2 separate regions of the Mus musculus genome follow, and region 1 is linked to region 2. The links are chromatin contacts, called in public promoter capture Hi-C maps. All regions are on one chromosome and are shown on one strand. Each heading gives the region's core, a stretch centred on a gene start, on an enhancer-like site or on the middle of the called end of the contact. The rest is flanking DNA. Distances are from core to core; before and after follow the strand shown. Region 1 overlaps Myh10 (myosin, heavy polypeptide 10, non-muscle). Region 2 holds the start of Pik3r6 (phosphoinositide-3-kinase regulatory subunit 5).

The links. Promoter capture Hi-C pulls out the DNA fragments that hold promoters and counts their contacts.
Region 1: a contact with region 2 is called in a promoter capture Hi-C map of pre-B cells, with 3 times the contacts expected there. The contact joins the enhancer-like site here to the promoter of Pik3r6 in region 2. A contact is called at or near these places in 19 of 39 promoter capture datasets (the 3T3-L1 cell line, 3T3-L1-derived adipocytes, the C10 cell line and 13 more), 2 of 484 Hi-C or Micro-C datasets (B cells and beige adipocytes) and 1 of 115 datasets of contacts at active chromatin or transcription factors (large pre-B cells).

What each region holds. Positions count from the first base shown.
Region 1 is chr11:68,717,395-68,721,031 of GRCm38.p6, forward strand. The region is part of intron 2 of Myh10 (myosin, heavy polypeptide 10, non-muscle); the gene reads left to right. Among named protein-coding and RNA genes, the nearest start is that of Myh10, 27 kb to the left of the region's middle. Within about 2 kb of position 1,902, at least 33 of the 459 cell types and tissues checked have an H3K27ac peak or open chromatin away from gene starts, as enhancers often do. A contact at or near this core is called in pre-B cells, where this site is marked.
Region 2 is chr11:68,500,868-68,504,504 of GRCm38.p6, forward strand. Pik3r6 (phosphoinositide-3-kinase regulatory subunit 5) reads left to right here and starts at 2,152. Exons shown (of 20, transcript NM_001081566.2): 1 at 2,152-2,380.

The sequences.
Region 1 (3,637 bases), core at 652-3,151, 220 kb after region 2:
TGGCTGCCAGATTTGTACTTAGTGTAAAGTGCTTCTTTCCCCAAGCCACTCTTTGCCACCTATAGAGGACAGAAACTAAATTGTTCATGGTGACTTTTCTCACGCTGTCCTAACCGTCTTCCGCGGTGCCAGTTTTCTCAGTCTGCCTTGTAAGAGTCTTGGCTTGCACTGCTTTTGTAGGAATTCTTTACCCCTCCTGTGGCCCTAACGGCCTCTCAGGGAAGAACAACATCAAAGACCATCTGGGCTGTTATGTCTCCCAGCTTTAGACAGGATGCCGTGGCTCTTGGTGGCTGGTCTCTGCTGGGCGTTCTGGCCAGAGCGCTCTCCATTCTCACTACACCTGTTTACCTTTCTCAGCCGCATCCTGCAGCCTTGCGAGGTGCTTGACTTGTTTAGTTTGTGCCTGCTGTTTTCACACCTAGAACACGAGCTTCTCGGAGGTGCTTACTACCTTGTGTACACATTCAAATACTTAAAATTTATCTGAACTTGCAGACCCACATGTCTAGGGAAGACAGAAGAGATACAGTATTAATAACGATCAGTGGGGGAAAACGATTTGATCTAATTTTTTTTAGGTACTCAAAAGTTAATACTTTAATAAGATTTCTGTTTAGCCTTTTGTTACATTGTCCTTGGCAAGCATGAGATGCTAATGATTATTTAATGTTTTCTTTCTGATGACTTAATTCATATTTGTGAGACTTTGTAATCCTTGTCCTCAGAAAACTGCCTAAGACATGTTGGACTTGGTTCTGATTAAATATGTGTCCTGTTCCAATGGCTTACCTCTGCCAGCCACAGTGCAGAGTGTGGCTCCTGATTTGTGTATTTTAGTTTTGAAGGTTTTGTTGTTTTTCATTCTATAATTATTTACCTCTTAAAAACATAAAGTGCAAGGCCACATGCAGTGGCGCACGCCTTAAATTCCAAGCACTTGGGAGGCAGAGGCAGAGGCAGAGGCAGAGGCAGAGGCAGAGGCAGGTGGATTTCTATGAGTTCAAGGCCAGCCTGGTCTACAAAGCAAGTCCAGGACAACCAGGGCTACACAGAGAAACCCTGTATAAAAACAAAACAAAACAATAACAACAACAACAAAACCCCCTGAAGTGCAGATGCTGTAGTATCTTGCCAGGCTATGACCTAACTTTTGACTGAAAAATTATGTTGTATTTAAGAATTCATTAATATGTGGTTATAACTTATTACTGTTATAACATAAACCCATTAACAATTGAGTTTGACTTCCTTTGTTCATCCTTAATAAAATACTTATAAAATTAAGTCTATTTTGTAGTGGACACTTTAAAAGCACAATGATGTTTCCATCTATGCATACTTTGTGTATGTCAACTGTAGCTATCACAAACATGTGTCATACTCATAATTCCTTCCAGCTTTTTGGAATACATGGTCTAAAGTCACCTCATAGTGCAGTAGCTATTCTGTTGCTGTAAAGTCATTTTTATTATCTTTGCTTGTTTTTTGTCGTCTGAGACTGGATTAATTATTGGAAGACTTGCCTGGAAGAAAGTGGAAGAGGGTGGTCTGGGAAGGCCAGGAGCAAGCTAAAGTTGCCGGAGTCTAGGCAAACAAGGCCAGGAGTCTGAGGTAGCAAGAGTGGCAAGCCATGGATCCATCCAGTCTCAGGCAACCACATAAGGTCAGATGAAGTCACACCAGTGGCCTCTAGTCAGGGGCCATCTCACTGGCTTCCCACTTCTGAGAGTGCATTAGAGCCTCAAGGAAAGCCAGAGAGCAGTGACAGAGATGGTCTGGTCACTTGGATTGTCTTGGCAAGCTTTCCTCTTGTTTTAGAATTAGTAACTGCTGCATTCAAAGCAGAGTGGTCCCTAGAGGGCTTTCTGCAGCAATTGCCAAGGATTCAGGCCTTATGAACACAGCTGTTCATTACAGTCCCCTCAGCTGTCCCAGGGGAGCTGGCCACAGAGCTTCAGCAACACTCCTAATCTGCCAGCCACCCCCATCTTCTTTAAGAGATTTGTGTGTCTTTATTTTATGTGTATGAGTGTTTTGGCTGTGTGTTTTATGCGTGTGCACCATGTGCTTGCCTGGTGCCGTGGAGGCCAGAAGAGGGTGTTAGATCCCCTGGGACTGGAGTGACAGACCGTTGTGAGCTGTTATGTGGGCGCTGAGAACTGGAAGAGTCTCTCTTCAAGAGCAGCAAGTGCTCTTAACCACTTACTCATCTCTCTGGCTCTTTGTAGCATCATGTTGCTGGTTATTTGGGCTAACCAACTAAAAGGTCTGTCTCATATACAGCCAAAAAGAGTGTCCTTTCCAAATGCCACAGTCCCCAGTGGCCTGGCACATCTGGAGCAGGGAACATATCTGGAGCCAGCAGGTTTCCCTATCTTTGTTTTTTTCAGTAGTGAGTTTTATAGAATATTGTCAGAAGTCGGTCTGAAAAGATGAAGAGAAGTGTCTAGCATGCCATTTTTTCTTCTTTTCTGAAATGTATGCTATTTTATTATTTCATGTGGAGAGTATTTTGCCTGATGGTATTTATGTACACCACGTGTGGGCTGAGTGCCTGAGGAAGGACTTCAGAGAGGGCATCAGATCCTCTGGGACTAGAGTTATAGATGGTTGTGAGTCACCACGTGGGTACTTCGAATTGAACCTAGGTCTTCTGCAAGAGCAGCCAGTGCTCTTAGTCGCTGAGCCATCTCTTCAGCCCTACTGTCATTTCTGAATGAAGGCTACCATGTGGTCAGGAAGGTTTCCTGAAGTCTTGTAATCCAGGCCATAGATTACTGAGGAGCATTTGGGTTATTGTGACAATGTTTACCATACTTAAAAGTACAAAACTCAATGTTTATTATCACATTTTAAAGTGATAAACCCATATAAAGTTAAGTTATTTTTTATGAAAAAATTTTAATACCAAAAGAGCTGCAAAGTAAATACTTTTTTTTCTTTTTTTGTAAATTCCTTCAATATCTTAGCAAAAGAGTTGGATTCTCATATTTGCTTCTGTATTCTATTTTTTGTGAAGTTACTTGAAAGAAATTTGGCTTTATGCAGATGTTTGAGAATTTGGGGGCTCCGCAGTGTAGAGCATTTGTTGCTCTTCTGGTTTGATTTCCAGCATCCATTGTGATTTGCCCACAACCATCTTAACTGTAGTTCCAAGGGATCTGATGCCCTTTTCTGACCTCCATGGGCACCAGGAATCCACATGGCGTGTATACAAATGTGCAAGCAAAACATTCAAACCCCTAGGATTAAACAACTCTACAAAGAACATTTTAAAGGGATATTTTAATCACATTTCAGATAAGTTGGGAGTATTCTTGCTTGGCATTATACTCAAACTTAGCAAATGGTATTTTAAAGATTAACTGTAACTTGGAGTCTAAATAACACTAACAAGTTTTTTTGTTTTTGTTTTTGTTTTTTTTGAGACAGGGTTTCTCTGTGTAGCCCTGGCTGTCCTGGAACTCACTTTGTAGGACCAGGCTGGCCTCGAACTCAGAAATCCGCCTGCCTCTGCCTCCCAAGTGCTGGGATTAAAGGCGTGCGCTACCACGCCCTGCAACAAGTTTTTTTTAACTTGTGTGTTTGTGAGAGATTAATTGGGGACAGCAAAGGCTGATGATATGGTTGTGAG
Region 2 (3,637 bases), core at 902-3,401:
ATTGTAGGTCCAGGGGAGGTGGGTGGGGCTAGACAGCCGGTCTGTGTCTACACCCTACCTGAAGATGGGCGGGGCTGTGCAAAGGCACAGGTGTGGGGACAGATCTTTCTCATCACCGCCTCCTTCCCTCCTAGTCCTCCGTGGAAGGGATGGGTCTGGGACTGTCCTCAGTCAGTCACCGGGCTGCCCCGCTATATGGTTACCACACCCACACCAGCTGCAGAAACGCTGCTGATAAGAGCGGTGCGGCCACAAGAGCAGAGGCCAGCTTGTGATTTCCGATTCAATTAGGCCGAGACTGATAAGCGGGGCTGCCCGTGGAGGCTGCACGGGTTCATGCTCTCAGCTATTACACACTGGGTTTATTCATTTCCACCACTCCCCCCACCCCCACGTCTGTCACTCGTGTGCTCACTTTCCACTTGCTTTACTGAAGGAGCCAATCTTTCTCTTCACATGGATGTGGTGACTAAAATCTGAGGACCATTACTATCCCAAAACTTACTGGGCAGGAGAAGGCGGGTCGGGCAGGCAGGCAATGGCCTCAGAACACCAGCGAAGAGGGAAGAGACGCTAGAGAGAATTAACCCCGGGTATGTGGGAGAGTCTGGAAAAAAAGTAGGGGGAGGGAGGCAGAGCCAGAGAAGAAATGACACTCATCCCTGGACTGTGTTTTTCTAAAGGCTTTCTCTTAAAAAATGAAGGCAAGACTAGAACCTAGTGAGGGCCTTACAAGGATGTCAAACAAATAAAAACCAGTACTTCCAAAGCTGCAAGCGATAGAAGCCCACATTAAAAAAAAAAAAATCAAAACTTTAATCTTTAAAAGGCAGGGAAATTTGGATCACATAGATGAGCTGACTAGAAGTAGATTAGGCAACAGGGTTTTAGGCATGACTGGATCTAGGTGCTTCAAAGACAGTATCACTATTGATCTGCCTGACACTCTCCAGAGCCAATTTACCAATAGGATGTGACCATAGAGTCTGTGACTTTTTAAAAGAGGCCTAAAAAGTGTGTTGGAGATGTTCCTGTGTTTTTTATTTCAAGTCTGAGATAGAGGAGGAGGGGAAGAGGGAGGTGGAATGAGAGGAGGCCAAGGAGGTGGAGCTTCCTCTCAGTGCCCAAACTGTCCTTCCCTAGCCTTGACATTTGCCACCACTGACCACTGGTCCCTTCTTGACATTCCTGCCCAGCTTTTCCTCTTGCCCCTTTGCCCTGTTTCCTATTCTTCCCCGAGAAGAGAGATGACCCAAGAAAAACATTGGAAGGAGAGTCCCATGGCCTCGATGGTTTTTGTTTGTCTGTTTAGAGACAGGCTAGCAATATGCAGCCCTGGCTGGTCTGGATCTGGATATGTAGACAAGGCTGGCCTTGAACTCACAGATCTGCCTCTGCCTCTGCCTCTGCCTCTGCCTCTGCCTCTGCCTCTGCCTCTGCCTCTGCCTCTGCCTCTGCCTCTGCCTCTGCCTCTGCCTCTGCCTCTGCCTCTGCCTCTGCCTCTGCCTCTGCCTCTGCCTCTGCCTCTGCCTCTGCCTCTGCCTCTGCCTCTGCCTCTGCCCCTGCCTCTGCTTCTGCCTCCAAAGCATCTGGATCAAAGGCATGGACCACCACACCTGGCAGCCTGGGTAGTTAAGAACCTTCACTAGGGTGCGGAGAGGCTGCAGTGAGGAGCTACTCAGGGGTGAGATTAAGGAAGTGGCTCAAGGACAGGCTTTGTCACAGCTCAGGACAGAGCCCACAGGCTGGGGAGGCAGTGCTGAGCAGACTTGATGTGGTCTAAGATGCAAATGTGGGGGACAGATGCTGGGATGACACAGGGTTTCTGTTCTGAGGTGACAGAGATGCTGGTTTGGTGTGAAATAGTTCAGCCTGTGCATGTCAGATGTCAGGAGGTTAACAGACATCTGGTCCCTCATGCCCACCGTAGGATGGGACATAAGTGGGGTACCTGGACCTTTGGAAAGGCTAGATTTCTGCTTCAGAACCTCATCAGCATGAGAGTGGACATATCCATCCCTTGTGGAAATGTTCATCCCTCCAGACAGGTCACTTGCATTAGGCCAGAATAAGGAACCCCCAGGGACAGTGAGTGACCACACCCACTTCTTTGAAAAAAAAAAAAAAGCCTCAGCAGGATATGCCTGGGAGGGGCTTTGTGGGCCATGAGGAAGGGGAAGGGGAAGGAAGGGGAGGGACAGGACTAGCTGTGTGAGGAAGAACTTTTTCTGCAGATCTCTAGAGTGGACAGTCAGGACGACAAGCTCTCTTTGGCTCCTTTGGGACATCTGGTCCTTGGGGTTGCTGGCCTCCTGAACAGGACCTCAGGAGCTCATTGGCTGGAGGGTCTGGGGACGTGGACAACTGTGGTCCAGCTAAGGTAGGTTCTGACTGGGGCAGAGTGTCTGAGGAGGGAGTTGGGAGAGACAGGGCTGGACCCAGATGAGGTTCAACATGGAAGCGGCTGGTGGATGAAGAGCCCTAAGGAGCCCACGTCTCAGAAGGCTGGTCCTGCTGTGACAGTAAGAGCACCTGCCAGCTATTTCTGTTCAACCTATTTTCCAATGAGGAGAGGACCCAAGATCTTGTGAGGAGACCTTTCTTGTTTTACCCCTCGAACTCTGTGCCTGTTAGCGATAATAGGGTAAGGCCAATGCTGTATAGCTGTGATTCTTTCAGGAACTAGAGGTTGGGTGGGTAAGTGCTTCAATGCCCATCTTGGGTCAGGAATAGACCAAGACTCAGCGCAGGGAAGTAAATCGCAGCAGGTCACAGAATAAATGAGCGAGCAGGGAGAATCCTGAATCCCTGTCTATGTTGCTTCCAAGACGTCATCTGTCCATCTCTCTTCTGGGTATTTAGTGACTGTCAGGGCTGGCTGGTGTGGTGTGTATGTGTGTGTGTGCGTGCACTCACACTCTCACAGAGAGACCAGGAGGGGGTACAGGGAGGGGCATCTGTGCTCTTAGGTTGTTGGCCTCCTGCTCCAGGGGCTGAGACAAGGCCTTGGTTGTCTGATACAGTAATATAAGGCAAAAAATTGCTGGTGAGCCGGGACTTGGAGACAGATATAGGGAAAGTGAGGTGAGATCAGGATGAAGCTTCAGAGATCGGGAGGGCTTATATGCAGAGGTGAGGCTGGCCCTGGAGCACCCCTGGAGGAGAGAGCCCAGAGTGCAAATCTCAGAGGCAGGTCAGTAGATATATGATTGAGGATGAGGGAGCAGAGACCTAGAGACTTTGTGTGGCAAAAGATGCAGTGTGGGACTATCCTCATTCATTGATTTAGCTCCGGGCAGGTCTCATGTCTTACCAGGCACAGTTCTCCTGCCCATCCTATGTGACAAGGGCTGCAATGGTGTTTCCTTTAAAGCTGAGGAGGGCTGGGGCTGTTGCTCAGTGGCACAGCACCGTGCCTAGCATGCAAAAAGCCCACAGGTTTGTAAATAGGTATGGAGTAAGAAAGAGGAGAGAGGGAGGGAGAGAGAGAGAGAGAGAGAGAGAGAGAGAGAGAGAGAGAGAGATTGAGAGAGAGAGAGAGAGAAGCCGTTCAGACTTACAATAGCCTCAGTATAGGCTAGGTTAGACCCCAGTCAGTGTGGGCTAGGATGCAGGGCCTCATCACCTGTCACAGGCC